Regions from separate parts of the Macaca mulatta genome. Here region 2 is linked to region 1. The links are chromatin contacts, called in public Hi-C maps. All regions are on one chromosome and are shown on one strand. Each heading gives the region's core, a stretch centred on a gene start, on an enhancer-like site or on the middle of the called end of the contact. The rest is flanking DNA. Distances are from core to core; before and after follow the strand shown.

What was found. A called contact is a pair of places that touch in the nucleus more often than the background predicts.
Region 2: a contact with region 1 is called in a Hi-C map of blood, with 5 times the contacts expected there. The contact joins two enhancer-like sites. A contact is called at or near these places in 8 of 14 Hi-C or Micro-C datasets (CD4 T cells, blood, cortical neurons and 5 more).

What each region holds. Positions count from the first base shown.
Region 1 is chr1:209,949,271-209,953,436 of T2T-MMU8v2.0, reverse strand. No RefSeq gene overlaps it. Among named protein-coding and RNA genes, the nearest start is that of SDC3, 10 kb to the left of the region's middle. Within about 2 kb of position 2,311, at least 2 of the 40 cell types and tissues checked have an H3K27ac peak or open chromatin away from gene starts, as enhancers often do.
Region 2 is chr1:210,065,325-210,069,490 of T2T-MMU8v2.0, reverse strand. No RefSeq gene overlaps it. Among named protein-coding and RNA genes, the nearest start is that of LAPTM5, 44 kb to the left of the region's middle. Within about 2 kb of position 2,275, at least 9 of the 40 cell types and tissues checked have an H3K27ac peak or open chromatin away from gene starts, as enhancers often do.

The DNA of each region.
Region 1 (4,166 bases), core at 1,062-3,561:
AGATGGGGTTTCACCGTTTTAGCCAGGCTGGTCTCGATCTCCTGACCTGGTGATCCACCCGCCTCAGCCTCCCAGAGTGCTGGGCTTACAGGTGTGAGCCACCGCGCCTGGCCAATTAAATTATTGTTGGCTAGGCTGAGTACGGTGGCTCACGTCTGTAATCCCAGCACTTTGGGAGGCCAAGGTGGGCGGATCACTTGAACCCAGGAGTTCAAGACCAGTCTGGCCAACATGGTGAAACTCCGTCTCTACTAAAAATACAAAAAGTAGCCGGAGGTAGTGGTGGGTGCCTGTAATCCCAGCTACTCGGGGGGCTGAGGCAGGAGAATAGCTTGAACCTGGGAGGCGGACGTTGCAGTGAGCCAAGATCATGCCACTGCACTCCCACCTGGGCAACAGAATGAACTCTGCCTCAAAAAAAAAAAAAAAAAAAAATAGGCCAGGCGTGGTGGTTCACGCCTGTAATCCCAGCACTTTGGGAGGCTGAGGTGGGTGGATCACAAGGTCAGGAGTTCAAGATCAGCTTGGCCAAGATGGTGAAACCCTGTCTGTACTAAAAATGCAAAAATTAGCCAGGTGTGGTGGCGGGTGCCTGTAGTCCCAGCTACTCGGGAGGCTGAGGCAGATAATTGCTTGAACCCAGGAGGCAGAGGCTGCAGTGAGCCAAGATCGGGCCACTGCACTCCAGCCTGGGTGACAAAGAGAGACTCTGTCTCAATAAAAAAAGAGAAAAGGTTATTATTGACTATAGTCACCCTTTTGTACTATCAAATACTAGGTCTTATCATCCTTTCATTTTTGTTGTACCCATTAACTGTCCTCCCCACCTCTCCTCTAACCCCTTGCTAGCCTTCCCAGCATCTGGTAACCATCCCTCTGTTCTCTATCTTCCTGAGTTTCATTGTTTTGATTGTTAGATCCCACAGATCAGTTTAAAGTACTTCTTTGAGTGAAAAGCAATACATGAATTGGGAAACACCAAACCAGAAGAGGTTTAATGTTCCAGTGACAAATCGTCAGAGACAAGTATTTAAGGGATAAACGCAGAAGTAAAATAAATTATTTGATTGGTTGCAATTATGTAGTTGTTTATTTGGTCTACGCCATTAGAAAGTCCCCAGTTACATAAAAATTTCTGGACTACTTCTGATTGGTTGAGCTGAAGTTCTGTTTTCTTGACTAGAGGCATTTACAAGAAATAGCTCAAGTTTTGCTTATGTTTGCAAATCAAGCAAGGTTGAGGTCATGTATGAGGCCTAACTGGTTTTGTCTACCCTGGTATTCTTCAGGCCTGGTCTCCATTTTAATTTAACAAGTTAAAGTGTTATAGTGCTGGGCACAGTGGCTCACACCTGTAATCCCAACACTTCGGGAGGCTGAGGCGAGTGGATCATCTGAGGTCAGGAGTTCCAGACCAGCCTGGTCAACATGACGAAACCTTGTCTCTACTAAAAATACAAAAATTAGCCGGGTGTGGTGGTGCACACCTGTAATCCTACTCAGAAAGCTGAGACAGGAGAATCACTTTAACCTGGGAGGCAGAGGTTACAGTGAGCCGAGATCACACCATTGCACTCCAGCCTGGGCAACAGAGGAGACTCTATCTTTTCTTTTTCTTTTTCTTTTTTTTCTTTTTTTTTTTTTTTTTTTTGAGACAGAGTCTCACTCTGTCACCCAGGCTAGAGTGCAGTGGTGCCATCTCAGCTCACCACAACCTCCACCTCCCGGGTTCAAGCAATTCTCCTGCCTCAGCCTCCGGAGTAGCTGGGATTACAGGTGCCCACCACTGTGCCAGGCTAATTTTTGTATTTTTAGTAGAGATGGGGGTTTCACCGTCTTGGTCAGGCTGGTCTCGAACTCCTGACTTCAGGTGATCCACCCGCCTCGGCCTCCCAAAGTGCTGAGATTACAGGTGGGAGCCACCACGCCCGGCCTCAGCAGAACTTCATCTTGAAAAATAAATAAAGTATTACAGTACTATGGTTCCTGTGCCCACTGCACAGTAACAGACCCCATGACATGGAGACAGCAGGGTGTGCAGAAGCAGAAAGAGTTTACTGATGGCAGGGTGCCCAGTGAGGAGATCCTCAAATCCATCCCTCCGAGGAGTTCTGGGCTAGGATTTCTAAGGGGATTGTTGAGGGTGAGGGACTAAGAAATTTGGGTCATTGATGGTTTTGGGTAAGGGGGATGAAATCATCAGGACATGGAAACTGCATTTTTTGGTGAGTCAGCTCTTCAAACTAGTCAGGTCCTTCAAACCAGCTGAGTCAGCAGTTTCCTTAGTATGCAGGACGTGAAGGAATAGCTCAAAGAGAGAACTCAAGGCTTCCTAATGTTCAAGTTGTTATCTGTAGAACAGCTAAGGGGAACTATTGTCCTGTAACAGGGTCTCGTGATTCTGGGTCAACAGGCTGCAAAAAACAGCTGTGAGGAGGCAGGTCAGGGAGTGAGCTGACCTCATGGTGAAGGCTGAACGTGCTACAAGCTCGGTTTATTTTCATTTTTTCCCCCTCTCTTCTTCCCTGATTAATTTATAAAGCTTATAGGGGCAGTTTCAAAAGCAAGCTGAGAGTATGACCAGAGTACGGCATTATTCTCAGTTACCACTGTTAACATAGTCACTGGAACAGAGTCTTGTTAATGCTATCATCAACAGCTCCGTTAGGTCGTGTGGTCTTGTGGTCATTGGTATCCAAAATTGCATAGTCACTATAGGCTCAAGTGTGGGCTTGCTGAGTTCTCCAGGTTGTTAAATCCTGATGGCAATCATTCGATATGCAAGTGGCTGCTGGAAAGCATTTATTTATGCATTTTTTAGAGACAGGGTCTTGCTCGGTCACCCAGGCTGGAGTGCTGTGGCACCATCATAGTTCACTGCAGCCTCGAATTCCTTGGCTCAAGCGATCCTCCCACCTCAGCCTCCTTAGTAGGTGGGACTACAGGCACATGCCACTGTACTGGGCTAATTAAAATAGATTTTTTAAAATTAATTTTTAATTAATTTTTTTAGTTTTAATTTTTTAAATTTTTAACTAATTTTTAAATTAATTTTTAAATTAAAATTAAAACAAGGTCTTGCTTTGTTGCCCAGGCTGGTCGAGAACTCCTGGCTTCAAGCGCTCCTCCTGTCTTGGTCTCCCAAAGTGCTGGGATTATAGGGTGAAACGGTGTCATTGAAAATCCTTGAAAGGATACAATGCACAAAGCGGGTGAATACAGTAACTGTAAGGAAAATAATAGTCAAAGACTGAAAAATGCCCTGGATCAAAGATTCCCAGGAGCCAAGATTTCACCAACTAAACCATATCGATGAAGGAAGTAGCACTTATCTGCTAAGACTTATATTTGTTTCTTAAGAGCCTTTGTTAGCCAGGTGTGGTGGCTCACACCTGTGGTCCCAGTTACTCAGCAGGCTGAGGCAGAAGGATTGCTTGAGCTCCGGTGTTCCAGGCTGCAGTGAGCCATAATTGCACCACTGCATGCATTCCAGTCTGGGTGACAGGGTAAGACCCTGTCTCAAAAAAAGAGCCTTTAAATTTTGGGCAACAATTTCTTATTAACAAAAAAACAATTTTTTTTTTAGATAGTCTCACTCTGTTGCCCAGGCTGGAGTGCAGTGGCATGATCTCGGCTCACTGCAACCTCCACCTCCCAGGTTCAAGCGATTCTCCTGCTTCAGCCTCCCAAGTAGCTGGGATTACAGACGCGCACCACCACGCCCGGCTAACTTTTGTGATTTTTAGTAGCGACGGGGTTTCACCATGTTGGCCAGGCTGGTCTCAAACTCCTGATCTCAGGTGATCCGCCTGCCTCAGTCTCCCAAAGTACTGAAATTTCAGGCGTGTGCCACCGCACCCGGCCCAAACATTTCTTAATCAATAAAAGCACAAGTTCCTCCTTATTAAGCTGTGAAGGTATCAAGAACTATTTTGGAGTACTCTTGAAGCAAATTGTTCATTTCAGATTGTATCCCTTGAAGGGAATTCAAGGTTTTGTTCTATGAAAACGAAAGAAAAACAAAGGTTAACATCTGGAGCAAATTATGATTTTAGTTTTTGAGTCTGAAGGGCAGTTAACTAAGAGGTCTAGATGTGAGTTGGAAGCATGTTTAGACAATGGTATGAAGATGGCATTGACTGTTTCCGGCTATGGCATCAGGCGGT
Region 2 (4,166 bases), core at 1,026-3,525, 120 kb before region 1:
AGGGAGGAAGGAAGGAAGGAAGGAAGGAAGGAAGGAAGGAAGGAAGGAAGGCAGGCAGGCAGGCAGGCAGGCAGAGGGAGAGGGAGAGAGGGGGGTAAAGGAAGAAAGAAAAGAAAAGAAAAGAGAGAGAGAGAAAGAAAGAGAGAGAGAAAGAAAAAGAAAGAAAGAAAGAAAGAAAGAAAGAAAGAAAGAAAGAGAAAGAAAAAGAAAGAAAGAGAGAAAGAAGGAAGGAAGGGAAAGAAAGGGAGAGAGGGAGGGAGGAAGGAAGAAAGAAAGGGAAGGAAGGAAGGAAGGGAGGAAGGAAGGAAGGAAGGAAGGAAGGAAGGAAGGAAGGAAGGAAGGAAGGAAGGAAGGCGGGCTGACTGTCGAGAGGCACAGTAGGTGCCTTGCTACAGTAGTCAGGGAGACTGCCCCAGGGAGGTGACATTAGACAGGGACCTCAGAGCTGAGAAGGAACAGGCAATGCAACAACTGAAACCGGCAGCCAGAAGAGCTGCTGAGCAGGCTCCGGACTGGAATGAACCTGGTGTTCTCCAGCCATGGAAGAAGGGTCAGTGCAGCTGGAGCAGAGTGAGGAGGAAGGCCTAGGAGCAATAAAGTCAGACAGAGAGATGGGGCCCGACTACCAAGCACCAGAACACCCAGCTAAGAAACACTAATACCTTCTGCCCTTTACCCAGGGCCCACAGTGTGCCAGACACAGCACTGAGCACTCTTCCTGCAGTGTCTCTGTCGCTGTCTCCGCTCATCTACACTGCATTGTCTCCATTTGTCAGGTGAGGGCACCGAGGCCTAGAGAGAGGCAGGCACTTGCCTGAGGCCACCCTACTGGGAAAGACGGGTGCAGGCCTGGAACTCCCATCTGCACTCTAAGCCAGGCTAAGCCAGGCCCTCCCCACCCACCATCAACCAGGAACAGACCACAGTCTTACTGGCCTTGATGTGATCCATACTGGGAACAAAGGGTCACTTCCCAGCCAAGGTGGGCCTCTTCCTGGTCTTATGGCCCCCATCCCTAGTAAACCCAGGCTCCCAGCTCATGGACGTGGCATACCCAGCACACACACAGTGCCTATGCACACACACACACACGCACACACACATACACAGCCGCCCTGCCAGGAGGATGAGACAGGAAACAGTGCTCTCCACAGGGGATGAGCTTCCAGGCATCAGGTTGCTGTGGTCTCCCCAAGCTCCTCATCTCATCAAGGGCACAACCCATCATCTAGGCCAGCAGCTTGAGCACCGTCCTCAACTCGCTTCTCTCTTACCCTCCCCACTTCTGATCGCCTATGAAACCTGCCCATTCTAAGCCCACCCCAGCTTTGGCACCCATGGCTATCTTCTGTTGGGGCTCTAAAGGTAAGCGTCTTTCCTGATTTCAGGTCCCCTCACCCACCACCACCTTTGCTGGAGAACCAAGGGCCAGGCAGCAATGGCAGCCGCTGGGGACTTAGGAGTGGAGAAAGGAAGGGCTTTAAAGGAAGATCAGAGCGGTAGGGGGGTGATGTCACCAGCCCAGGACACCTACTGATTGATGCCAACATCACCCTTCAAGACACACACACACACACACACACACACACACACACACACACACACACACACACAATCTTGAGCTCCTATTTCATGGCTATCAGGTTGCAATGCCGCTGCTCCAAGACAAAACAGGAAATCCCACGACTGAGCCAGCCAGATGGGGCAAGGGGCTGAGAATCCGAAACCCCCTCTGCTCTCTGCAGTCACCCTCCACCCACCCCCCTTCCACCTTCCGCAGGCTGGAGCTCCGCGGCAAGAACCCTCCCTGGGCACCTCCCTATCCCAGGCACTGACAGCCCAGCCTCCATTGGATTCAGGGGCCCGAATTCCTGCCCTGTGCAAGCTCCCTGCCCCACACAGGGCCTCACGTCTCCATCGGGAAGTCAGGGGTGGATGATTTCTGAGGGTCTTCCCAGTTTAGATACTCCACCTTTTATGGACATTTGCCTCCCAAAGACACGGGGGCTGGGAGTCCCCAAAGTAGAAGGTGCAGTCAGCAGGCAGGCCAGCAGAGGGCACCCGCGCTTCATTTGCAGGAGGTCCGCGTCGAGCGACAGGCGACAGGGTTGGAAAGAACGCTGGAAACACTGGGACTTTGCTTGTACCCCTCACCCATTCCGATTTTCATAAAACTCCGCATAGTTCAACGGGCAGGCCTCTGTGCCTTCGCACATGCAGTGCCCCTGCCAGCCTGCAAAACGGAGCCAGGGATCTCAGCCCTAGGGAGGCCTCTCCTGACCCCTCTGCTCTGCTGCCTCTGGATCCACAGTGCCCGCTGCACATCTGACTCCAGCAGACCAACCGCGGGTGGCTGGAAGGATGGACGAAGAAAGCCAGCTACAAGCAGCTACGTGGTCGTTCTCTTGAAACAAATAATTTGATGTGGAAAACTGCTGGGGAGGAAAATCATTTTTAAAATACAAAACACTCACTGAGGTCTAAGGGCTGGCACCATGATCTTACTTAATACTAACCAAACGCCTTGTTGGGATGGGCAATATTACCCCCATTTTACAGAGAGGGAAACTGAAGCTTAAAGACAGCAAGTGGGCCAGGCACGGTGGCTCATGCCTGTAATCCCAATGCTTTGGGAGGCCAAGGCAAGAGGATCACTTGAGCTCAGGAGTTCCAGGCCAGTCTCAAACTAAAAATACAAAAAATAAGGCCAGGCGCAGTGGTTCACACCCATAATCCCAGCATTTTGGGAGGCTGAGACGGGTGGATCACCTGAGGTCAGGAGTTTGAGACCAGCCTAACCAATATAGTGAAACCCCCGTCTCTACTAAAATACAAAAATTAGCCAAGCGTGGCGGCAAGTGCCTGTAATCCCAGCTACTCAGGAGACTGAGGCAGGAGAATCGCTTGAACCCAGTAGGCAGAGATTGCAGTGAGCCGAGGTTGCACCATTGCATCCCAGCCTGGGCAACAAGGGAGAACCTCTATCTCAAAAAAATAACAATAATAAATATAAATAAATAAATAAAACAGTTGGTGGGCCAGGCACAGTGGCTCACGCCTGTAATCCCAGCACTTTAGGAGGCCGAGGCAAGCGGATCACCTGAGTTCAGGGGTTCGAGACCAGCCTGACCAATGTGGTGAAACCCTGTCTCTACTAAAAAACACAAAATTAGCTGGGCATGGTGTCGCATGCCTGTAATCCAGTTACTTGGAAGGCCGAGGCAAGAGAATCGCTTGAACCCGGGAGACAGAGGTTGCAGTGACCCAAGATCGTACCACTGCACTCCAGCCTGGGCAACAAGAGCGAAACTCTGTCTCAAAAAAAAAAAAAAAAAAAAAAAAAAACACTGGGCATGGTGGTGCGTGCCTGCAGTCCCAGCTGCTACTTGGGAGCCTGAGGTGGGAGGAACACCTACACCCAGGAGGTCCAGGCTGCAGTGAGCTATGATCAGGCCACTGCACTCCAGCCTGGGGGACAGAGGAAAACCCTGTCTCAAAAAAATAAAAATAAAAGAGAGAGAGAGAACAAGTACATTGTCCAAGGTCACCCAGCAATGTGGGAAAAGCAGGATTCTAACTCCAATCCGTTTCACTCTTCATTCTGCTGTGACCGAAGCCCCAGCTCTGAGCTCAGCCCTGTCCTGATCCCTAGCAGAGTCCTCTGTGCCATCCTAAGACACAGACAAGTGCAGACAGGTCCCAAACAGACTGGCAGCCCTGGGTCCGAGGTTTTCCCTCAAAATTCTATCAACTCAATCTAACCCAAATTCTAGCCTAATGCTGACTCTACTAATAAACACTAATATTTACAAAGTGCTATGTGCCAAGTACTAATACTTTGGATGCAACATTTTGTTATCCTCAATAAAACCTAATATGAGGCATAGTATCCCCATTTTACAGATCAGGTTAGTAAGATTCTGAGAGGTTCAAGCATTGCCCAGGGTCACACAGCTAACAGATGGCAGAGGCAGGACTCAAACCCAGCACTGTCCATTTTCAAAGCCCAAATTCTGACCAAATTCAACTCAAACTCACTTTCTCCCTCCTCCAGCAGACACTTCACTTGGCCTTTCCTCGCCAGGCCTTAGCCGAATTCTTACTTGAAAATGTCCTGACCATGCCCTTCTCAGGCCCCCTGACAACAGAGTCAAGGCCATGACCCC